3 separate regions of the Mus musculus genome follow, and regions 1 and 2 are each linked to region 3. Evidence: chromatin contacts called from public Hi-C and promoter capture Hi-C data. All regions are on one chromosome and are shown on one strand. Each heading gives the region's core, a stretch centred on a gene start, on an enhancer-like site or on the middle of the called end of the contact. The rest is flanking DNA. Distances are from core to core; before and after follow the strand shown. Region 1 overlaps Paqr8 (progestin and adipoQ receptor family member VIII). Region 2 has its middle 16 kb from the start of Tram2. Region 3 holds the start of Pkhd1 (polycystic kidney and hepatic disease 1).

Region 1 (2,941 bases), core at 172-2,671, 310 kb after region 3:
TTACAGAGCTCGGGTTTATTGGCAAAATAAAATAAAACCAACTTTAAAACAGCATCTTCAAACAAAGACAACAAAACCTTAATGCCCATTCCTCCAGCCAGAAATCCAACACAACGCTTAAGAAGACTCCCCAGTGTCCTGTAATAAGTAGACCACTTCTTTTTCCCTACCGCTGGTTTCTGTCAAACCAGGCTTGGTCAGATTATTCCAAACAGCCTCGTTAGCATGTTAACCAGGCAAGTTCAAAACCCACAGACAAACTGTATATATCCACTAAAATGTCGAGGTGCTTTTTGGAGGGTGGTACTTCAATTGCTAGTATTCATTCTTGCCAATCTTTAGATATTTATGTCAAACATTCTTGTTTCCCAAATTGAAATAGTCCTAGTTTTCCAATTATACAGGTAAATGTTGAGACATCCCATAATGATTGTATTTACCTAAGAAGAAAAATAGATTTCCTGAAATCCCAGCACTTGCTGATATCAAAGCTGCATTAATTCTATGCATAGGTATGTTTTCTGTGTTACACTTCTGTGTTTGCAAAAAATAGGACACACTCTTATTTCTTCCTTGTAGTAAAGCCTTTCATTTCCCTTATCTAACAAGTCTCTTCTGGGCTTGCATGATGTACTTGTACTCACTGTTCAAAATGCAGGGATGCTGCAAAAGAAACGGGGACGTACAATCCTCCTGGATTTCCAGAAATGAGATGTAATAAATATTGCATAGACTTGTAATTTATTCAGTCTAGTCTTCCATTTTTGGATGTCAGGATACTATTTGTTGGGTTTTCTCAAATATAAGGGAAACGTGCACTGATTGTTGGTGAATCCAAGTTAAAATTATCTCGGCTAATAATAGTATTTGGTTGGTAACACTAAGCCTTAAAATATGACATTATAAACAACGATATGATTCTTGGCAGAAGTTACAAAGCTCTGGAAGAGCCCAGCAGTCTCTTGCTTGATAGACGACTGAAGGTTCTTGAAGCATCCGAGTCTGCACTTGCTCTATCTCGGTTTTCAAGGCTTCCTGGGGGGCTGGGGGGGGGCAAGGCTCCAGTTCTAATTGAGCCCATGCTGTTGTGTTAGCTGACATTGTTTCTCAGACCCTGTGGTTATGCAGTGATGTGCAAGGCTGACCTGGGGATTCTGGGAGCATTTCTTTTGACCTCTATCGAGAGTGTTTGCTCTTCTGTTCTTTGCCTAACAACCAGCAGGGCCACCCTCTTGCCATCTGTGCATCCTGCACATAATGGCATGAGGTAATGTCACAGAATCTGTTTGTTGATGATTTCAGTATGAGCAAAATAGCCCGGGTGAATTCTAAAATGTACTGTAGCCGAGCTTATATGGACTGGGATGCTGAGACATGGAGGGATGGTGGCTCACAGCAAGTCTCATGGTTAGCAGTAGAGCCATACTGACAGCTGGAACTTTTTTCCTCACTGGCTTCATGCCATGCAATCAGCAAGTCCGAGTTTGTGGTACGGTGGTGTGGAATTTTTGGAATGCATCAAGGAACACCATTGCTTTGGAGGGTGTCTTGGTGGCTAACAGTTAAACTGTCTTTCATACCAAGATATCTCAGTTTCCCAAATATGGAGTTTACTTGATTTTCTTCTTTGTTGATCTGGGAGAGGCTTTATGAGATTGCGTGGAATCTTAGTAGCAGAATTCAGTAACTGCTTTGCTTTCGTTTTTGTTAGCATGCATTATTTATATGCGGTAGGAGGTTTCATTATGGCATTTTCATACATGTGTATTATGTTGGCGTTCTTTCTCCTAGCATCTTTAGGTTGGAATGTCTCAGTGCATCAGTTTTGTAAATCTGGCCACAATGAATCAGTTGTTAAGAGCACCTTTGCTGCTTTTGCAGAGGCCCTTGGGTTTAATTCCCCGTACCCACAGAGTGGCCTGTAAAACCCCTGTTGCAGGAGAACCTGATGCCTTCTTCTGGCCTCTCAGGTACTGGAATCACAACTGAGACATCTGGGACTGTGATCTCAGTCTAGAGAGCTGATGTTTCCAGGCTAGGAGAAATCTTTACACATCCTCAGGACCACACAAGCAAGGTGTGAGTTTACAATGGGACGGAGCCAGTTGGATTTTCCTCTATGTCATCAGGGACTTGTATTTTAACTGTTTTTAGGGGATTACAACAACCACTGGAAACTTGCCATTCTATCTTTACTAAAAAGGAAAGGTATTCATGTATTTGTCATCAGTCTAAACTAGATAAACAAAGCCAAGCCTTAAGTTTGGGGACTTGAAAGAGGGCTCAATGGCTGACAGCACTGGCTGTACTTTCAAAGGACCCAGGTTCAGTTCCCAGCACATATATGACAGCTTACAACTACCTATAACCTTAATTCCAGAAGATCCAATACTCTCTTGTGGTCTCCAAGGGCACTAGGTGCACAAGTGGTACACAGACATATATGTATGCAAAATACCCATACATATAAAATATAATAATAATGGGAACAACAGTGATCCATTTATCCTTTTAAAAGGTACTTTGTTTAGTGCTGTGACTTGTTTGTTACTTGCTTGAGACTGGGTCTCATTGTGTAGCCCTGGTTGGCCAGAAACTCATGATCTAGATCAGGCTTCAAGTTCACAAAGATCTTTCTGCTTCAGCCTCCAAGAATCTGAGATACAGGTGTGTGCCACCACACCCAGCCTGTGATATCCTTTTAAAAACATTTACTTTACTTTAATTTTTCTGTTTTGCCTTCATTTTACATTTTTATTCTAAATAATTTAAGAGTTTCTTAGTGTAAAACTTTCAGCATGGAGCCTTACAAGACATAGACATGTTATATAACATTTTATAACTTTTATTTTTGATATTAAATGAATTCATGGTACACATGCTCTATTTAGCATATGATTAAGATTTTTTTGTTTGTGGTTTGGGTTTCTCCAGACAGAGT
Region 2 (2,700 bases), core at 2-2,501, 480 kb after region 3:
ACTAAAGTGTGTGGACCATTCTGGCTAATGGTATTTGTCTTAGTTAAAGTTTCATTACTGTGAAGAGACACAATGGCCAAGGCAACTCTTATAAAGGACAGCATTTAATTGGGGATGGCTTACAGGTTAGGAGGTTGTCCATTATCATCATGGTGGAAAGCATGGCAGCATGCAGGCAGACATGGTTCTGGAGGAACCACTGAGAATTCTACATCTTGATCCAAGGCAGCAGATTCTCCTCCACACTGGGTGGGGCTTGAGCATAGGACGTCAAAGCCTATCCCCACAGTGATGTACTTCTTCCAACAAGGCCACACCTCCTAATAGTACCACTTCCCATGGGTCAAGCAAGCTCATACCACCACAGTATGTAAAGGGAAATCAGCTGAAGAATGGAGGAAAACGTTCTCTGATTACAGAGATGTTTGCGTTTGCCTCAGGCATATCTGCTCTGCTTCAAATGACATGAGTTATGACAGATGTCTTATGACTATAGGGAGTCAGCCACAGGAATGAAAACTGACATACAAATAACAGCACTGACCATATCAGAACAGAAGAGTTTGGCCCTCCGATGACCACGGTTGAGCACTGGCCCAAGCCAACCATCATTTTCAGACTCTTGTGAGATACTTAAATAGCCTTTGCTTAGTAGCAAAATGTTTTAGTCCTTGTAGCTGACCTTCTCCTAGAAGAGAGTCAATTCCTTCATTATTGGCCTATTCCATTAATTCCTTGATTAGCCACATAGTCTTCTGTTGCCTGCTTTACCTCAGTCTACTATAGCACCTGTATCATCATTCCAAAGTTTCCTAAGATTCCTAGTTCCTCCTTCTGGCTCCCTCTCTAATGGCTAAGTGAAGGCCCTATAATTTCAGTTATAGCTCGATCTAACCTTGGATGAGCAGGTCTCCCACTACCCATCACACTGTCTGTCCATTCTATCCCCAGATTGAATGATTATGCATGAGCTTGCTGTCTCTCAGACACAAGTAGTTGGGTTGTTGGATGCCTTTGCAACACCTCAGTTTCCTCAGCCCTGTCCCCTTCAGTCTCAGTTTTCTCTTCCTATTACTCCCTCCCCTCCTGGGTTACATCATATCTACTCTGCTCACTCGATGTTCCTGATATATCTTCACATCTGCATACTGGGCCACTAGCCGTTCTCTCACTGCTCCTTCCTGCTGTTATGTCTTTCTGGTCCCTTAATTGGAAATGCCTTTAGCCAGCCAGATGTGATGATTCACATCTGTCATGCTAACCCCCAGGAAGCTAAAGTAGGATGACTGGCAAGTTTGAGGTCAGGCTAGGCTACAGAGTGAGGCCGTGTCTTTGAAAAGGAAACTAGCTCTGTCTGCAGCCTCAGATCTTCACACTGAGTCTTCATTGAAGGCTTTACCACTGCCATTCCCCTTCTTGCTCCCCGTATAGCTCAGACTAATCTTGAACTTACAGTCTAGCAGAGGCTAATCTGATTCTCCTGCCTTCACCTCTGGATTACGGGGAAGTCTTGAGAGGCGGTAAATGTCTGTGAAACCCATAAGTAAGGCTGGTAATGAATAGGCAGTAAAAGAATTAACCAGAACATGGGAAAACAGAGAGAACTTATTGAGATACACTGGAAGGAGACAGTGAATGGGTTTCCAGAGAGGAACCTGGCTGATAGAGAACGGAAGGATTAGTTTGTTTTGGTTTTGTTCTGTTCTGTTCTTTTTTATAACAGTTGGGAAGAAAGTTTCTTGGTTCTATCTTGCAGGACACTGGTGTAGTAGCGTCCATATCTGGAAAGACAAGTAGGCATCTCATTCCATTAGTATGAAGTAAAATTTGTGGCTTGAGGTGTTTTTCTTGAGTTTGGCAACATAGATTCTTAGGAGGCAGGCTCCAGATGACTGGATAGCTGCATAACTGTATTAATGTATAACTTCATTACTGTATAACAGCTGGGATCTGGGTGCCATGGAGTCATGGCCTGGTTGTTGAGTGTGAGAAGTTAGCTTTGGGTGATTGTGCACAATCGGGAGATACCACCATTCCTCATTTGCAAGCAGTTACAAACTGAGAGGTTACTATTTCTGGTGATGAGGTTAGCACCTGCGATAGGAGGGTGCCTAAGCACCTGCGGTAGGAGGGCGCCTAAGCAAGTTTCCCTTACCTCTCCTCTGTCCCTTTATCCTCATCTGTAGCCTTTTTTCAGGAAACTGTGCCCAGCCAAGGCTCGAAAGACTTGTTTTTCTTCTTGCCCTGTAAGTATCCAAGGCACGAATCTTTGTTATCTCCTCCTGACAGCAGTATGATTGTCCATGCAGGGAGAAAGAAACCCTGGTTCACATATTCAGGTCTTATACAAGAAGTGGTCCCCTTCTTCCCAATTTCAAGCTTACTAGAATGGGCAGGACAGTGCACGGAGTCAGGCAAATCCGAGAAACAGCACAGCAGAGTGCAGGATTTCCAGCACACAGATCCGATGCAGTGAGCACCCTCCGATGAGACACACGTGATGAGCGTGGGTACTTTTTACAGCTAATTAATTTTATTTACTTATTTGTGTATGTGAGTGTTAATGTGAGTGTGGGTGTGTGCCCATGCACACCCATGCCCATGGGCCCCAGAGTGAAGAGGAAAGAGATCACTGGGGTCTGTACACTCATTTTCAGTTCATCTGCTCTGGCTTGTCATGTGGGTGCTGGGATCTGAACT
Region 3 (3,080 bases), core at 501-3,000:
TGGTAACCAGTCAGGGTTCCATGTTGCTTTCTCATACCCCAGCTTCCCTTCCTATGATGGTCAGATTTGAACCCTACATGATAGACACATTGTATTTCTTGTTAGCAATCAAGCAAGGCTTCTATCCGCTGATCTCTACCTCGGCCATTAAATCTCTCATGGCTTTATCAGCTTGTTCTCCAGTAAATCTTTCCTCAGTAGTCTCTCTCAAATTTCCCGTTCACACCCTAGGAGCCGAAGCCAGATACTATCTGTGTGCTGTCATGCCAGCCTTGCCTCTAGAGATCACTCTGAAACAGTCCAGAGACCAGTTATCCATTTCCATACAGGTCATAATATAAGGGCCTGATATAGTATTCAAAGACTTAATTCTTTGATACATTTTTAAATACCACACATCTGATTTTACAGATCTAGAATAAATGGCTTTTTCTCCATGCTGAAGGAAACAGAATTCACATAGCCTGGCCCTATGAAGGCTGAGAGTTCCTCTCTAACACCAGGCAGAAGTGAATAGACAAATATTCCTAAAACTCTAGCTCTGAGGGTCTCTGAAAGTTTGAAAACCGTAATGAATAAGTCCATATCATTACATATACGTTAATGTAAATTTCTACAAAAACACTCAATGTGGTAGCAGTTACAACCGTTTCAGAACGCCCCAGTAGTTTCACGACAAGAATGTCTAGCAATGTCTGCCTGCCCAATTGTAGTGAATTTATCATACAGGTGTGTCCTGTTTAAGATGGCCCAAAAGAGATAATAACTTCTATTTAGTTCAGGACTGGGAAAGTTTATTACATACCCAATAGATGCTGAACATTGTACTGGAAGCCAGGGGAAATAAAAGTCTGTCCTTAGTCCCCAGCAAAGAGGAGGCGTGGAGTCTTTTGAGGTTTGAAAGGAGTGTTGATGTTACCAGGTGTCCTTTTACCTTGTAAAATTTCCTACACCCTTCAGTCTATTTGTAATTGAATTCAATTTACAAACATCCAGCGTTCAAAAGTGCATGTCCTACAAAAGCACAACAGGAGCGAGGATTCCATACCTAGCCCAAAGGCACGGGACCCAGCTTGCATGTTCTGCCAGGTGTGCAGGCCAATCTGGGCATACTATTTTATAATAATTCATCTTAATGTCCGGCCCCATGCTTAGAGCAAGCATAATAACACCCCACTTAGAACAACAGAAATAAGCACCCCACAATGAGCTCCAATAAACTTGAAGTTCAGAAATACCTATTTTTTTTCCTCCAAAACAAAACAGTCATATGAACCATAAATGTCACTTTGCTGGGTGGGGATTCATTCAAGTCTGCTCATCCTTCCTGGTGATCAACACAGTGTCCAGTTTCTTTTAAGGGGAATGTTTCAGCCACAGAGACGTGCACTGTGCATTGAGTTTAGTCCTCTTCCTGTCTGCGTTCTCTTTCTTCTGCCCCTCCCGCATCCCTCTTCTCTCAGCATCCCCTCCTCTGGGAGCCTAAAAGACAAGTTTCCGTGCTCTTACTGTGGACCTCCCACTCCCACTTCCTTTTGCTTACTGCAATGACAGTGGGAGATGCAGCGCTAGAAAAGGAAGTCTTTTTCTGAATCAAACAGTACCTGATGCTGTGTCAGCCTTGTGCCTCAAATGAGAGAAACCGTCCCCTTCTAAACGAAGCCGCGTTATTCGGTGACAGGCCAGCCTGCAGCTAGCTAGCTAGCTAGCTAAGATGCAGGTAGCTCACTTCCTGTTGGACTGGAACTCACCTAACTCGCTTGTGTCCTGGCTAAACGTGCACCAGAGTGAAAGTTCACAAATGACCACAGGGCAAGTTTAATAATTAACGCGAGCCACTTAGAGACCCAAAGAAAGGGCTGCTTACATTTTTCTCCACTTACTGCATGTGTCTCAGACAAGAATTAAAAAAAAAAAAAGAAAAGAAAAGAAAAAAATAGTCTAGCCAGTGTGACCAGTGGGCACTCAGTAACTGAAAGGAGGTGCCAGAAAGACAGCCAGTGAGCAGAGACCCCAGCAGGAACTTACATGCTCCATGAGTGCTCTCTGCCTGATCCTGCACCCTATGCTATGGGCTTTCAGTGGTGGTCCACTACACTTGATGTCTTATTGGTTTCAAAAATATGGCACAGCCTGGGGTTCAAAGGTCACTAGAGTAGATCATTTCCTTCATGGAATACTGTTGCTGTCTTGTGCTTGCTTTTTCTGCAGGTTCAGATATATTTCCTTTGTGTGCATCTTCAGGCCAAGGCTACTAACAGCTTATACTATTGCTAGCTTGCAAGTTTTTAATACCACCCCTTTATGCCTTTTCTAAATCTTGGCTGCCCTTCTAGAACTAATCCCTTTAATAATTTTTTATCTCAAATATGCCTTCTATTTCCTATTAGGACTCTAAGGTTATATATACTCTGAGAGATAACTAAGTTCCCGTATTGGCAATATACAGTTCACAGTCATCAAAACTCGAGTGTACCTTGCTAAATGATTCAGCAGGGTTGAGCTGCTCAATAGTGTCTGACGTATATAAGCTATTCCCAGAACTCTGTGTACATCACGTAGGGGAAAAATACTATGTTTATTCTTCTATAAACCCAAATAGATTGCACTGTGCTTTCTATAGAGTAGACTCATCCATAACGTGGATTATATTAGGGATATATTTGAAATAGACCTAGGCAATGAAAGCAAAGTATTGAAACTGAGAATGCCTGGGGCCTCTTTTGGTTTGGGCTTTTCCCCTTTCCTTACTTTGAAAAAAAATTATTATATTGTCTACAACTTATATCCATATTTCTGAAAGAAAGAGGGCAGATCACCAGGTGGACAGGACAGCAGCATGACTTTCCACTGAAGAACTTCATTAGGCGATTAGAGCAAGCTTTTGTCTTCCAGGGTCAACTCTTGAGATGCTTCACCTCACATTGCACTGCCAGAACCTCCCTGGAGAAAAAGCCCCCCTTTTCCTCTCTGGGATTCCTCTCTTGTCTTGCTTGCTTTTCTTCAGCCCTCTTCTCTTCATGAAGATACAAAGGAAAGGAAAGCAAATCCCTCTGGGTGTGATTTCCCATCATCATACC

The links. Promoter capture Hi-C pulls out the DNA fragments that hold promoters and counts their contacts. Hi-C and Micro-C count contacts between places; a contact is called where the count stands out from the background.
Region 1: a promoter capture Hi-C map of neural stem cells shows a contact between it and region 3. The contact joins the enhancer-like site here to the promoter of Pkhd1 in region 3. A contact is called at or near these places in 6 of 39 promoter capture datasets (the 3T3-L1 cell line, embryonic stem cells, liver and 1 more), 8 of 484 Hi-C or Micro-C datasets (the C2C12 cell line, embryonic fibroblasts, embryonic stem cells and 1 more) and 2 of 9 other capture datasets (embryonic stem cells and liver).
Region 2: a Hi-C map of adipose-derived mesenchymal stem cells shows a contact between it and region 3, with 3 times the contacts expected there. The contact joins the enhancer-like site here to the promoter of Pkhd1 in region 3. A contact is called at or near these places in 1 of 39 promoter capture datasets (liver), 1 of 15 datasets of contacts at CTCF or cohesin (embryonic stem cells), 1 of 484 Hi-C or Micro-C datasets (adipose-derived mesenchymal stem cells) and 1 of 9 other capture datasets (embryonic stem cells).

What each region holds. Positions count from the first base shown.
Region 1 is chr1:20,921,855-20,924,795 of GRCm38.p6, forward strand. The region is part of intron 1 of Paqr8 (progestin and adipoQ receptor family member VIII); the gene reads left to right. Among named protein-coding and RNA genes, the nearest start is that of Gm24171, 7.8 kb to the left of the region's middle. Within about 2 kb of position 1,422, at least 47 of the 459 cell types and tissues checked have an H3K27ac peak or open chromatin away from gene starts, as enhancers often do. A contact at or near this core is called in the C2C12 cell line and neural stem cells, where this site is marked.
Region 2 is chr1:21,093,745-21,096,444 of GRCm38.p6, forward strand. No RefSeq gene overlaps it. Among named protein-coding and RNA genes, the nearest start is that of Tram2, 16 kb to the left of the region's middle. Within about 2 kb of position 1,252, at least 51 of the 459 cell types and tissues checked have an H3K27ac peak or open chromatin away from gene starts, as enhancers often do. A contact at or near this core is called in adipose-derived mesenchymal stem cells, where this site is marked.
Region 3 is chr1:20,616,307-20,619,386 of GRCm38.p6, forward strand. Pkhd1 (polycystic kidney and hepatic disease 1) reads right to left here and starts at 1,751. Exons shown (of 67, transcript NM_153179.3): 1 at 1,605-1,751.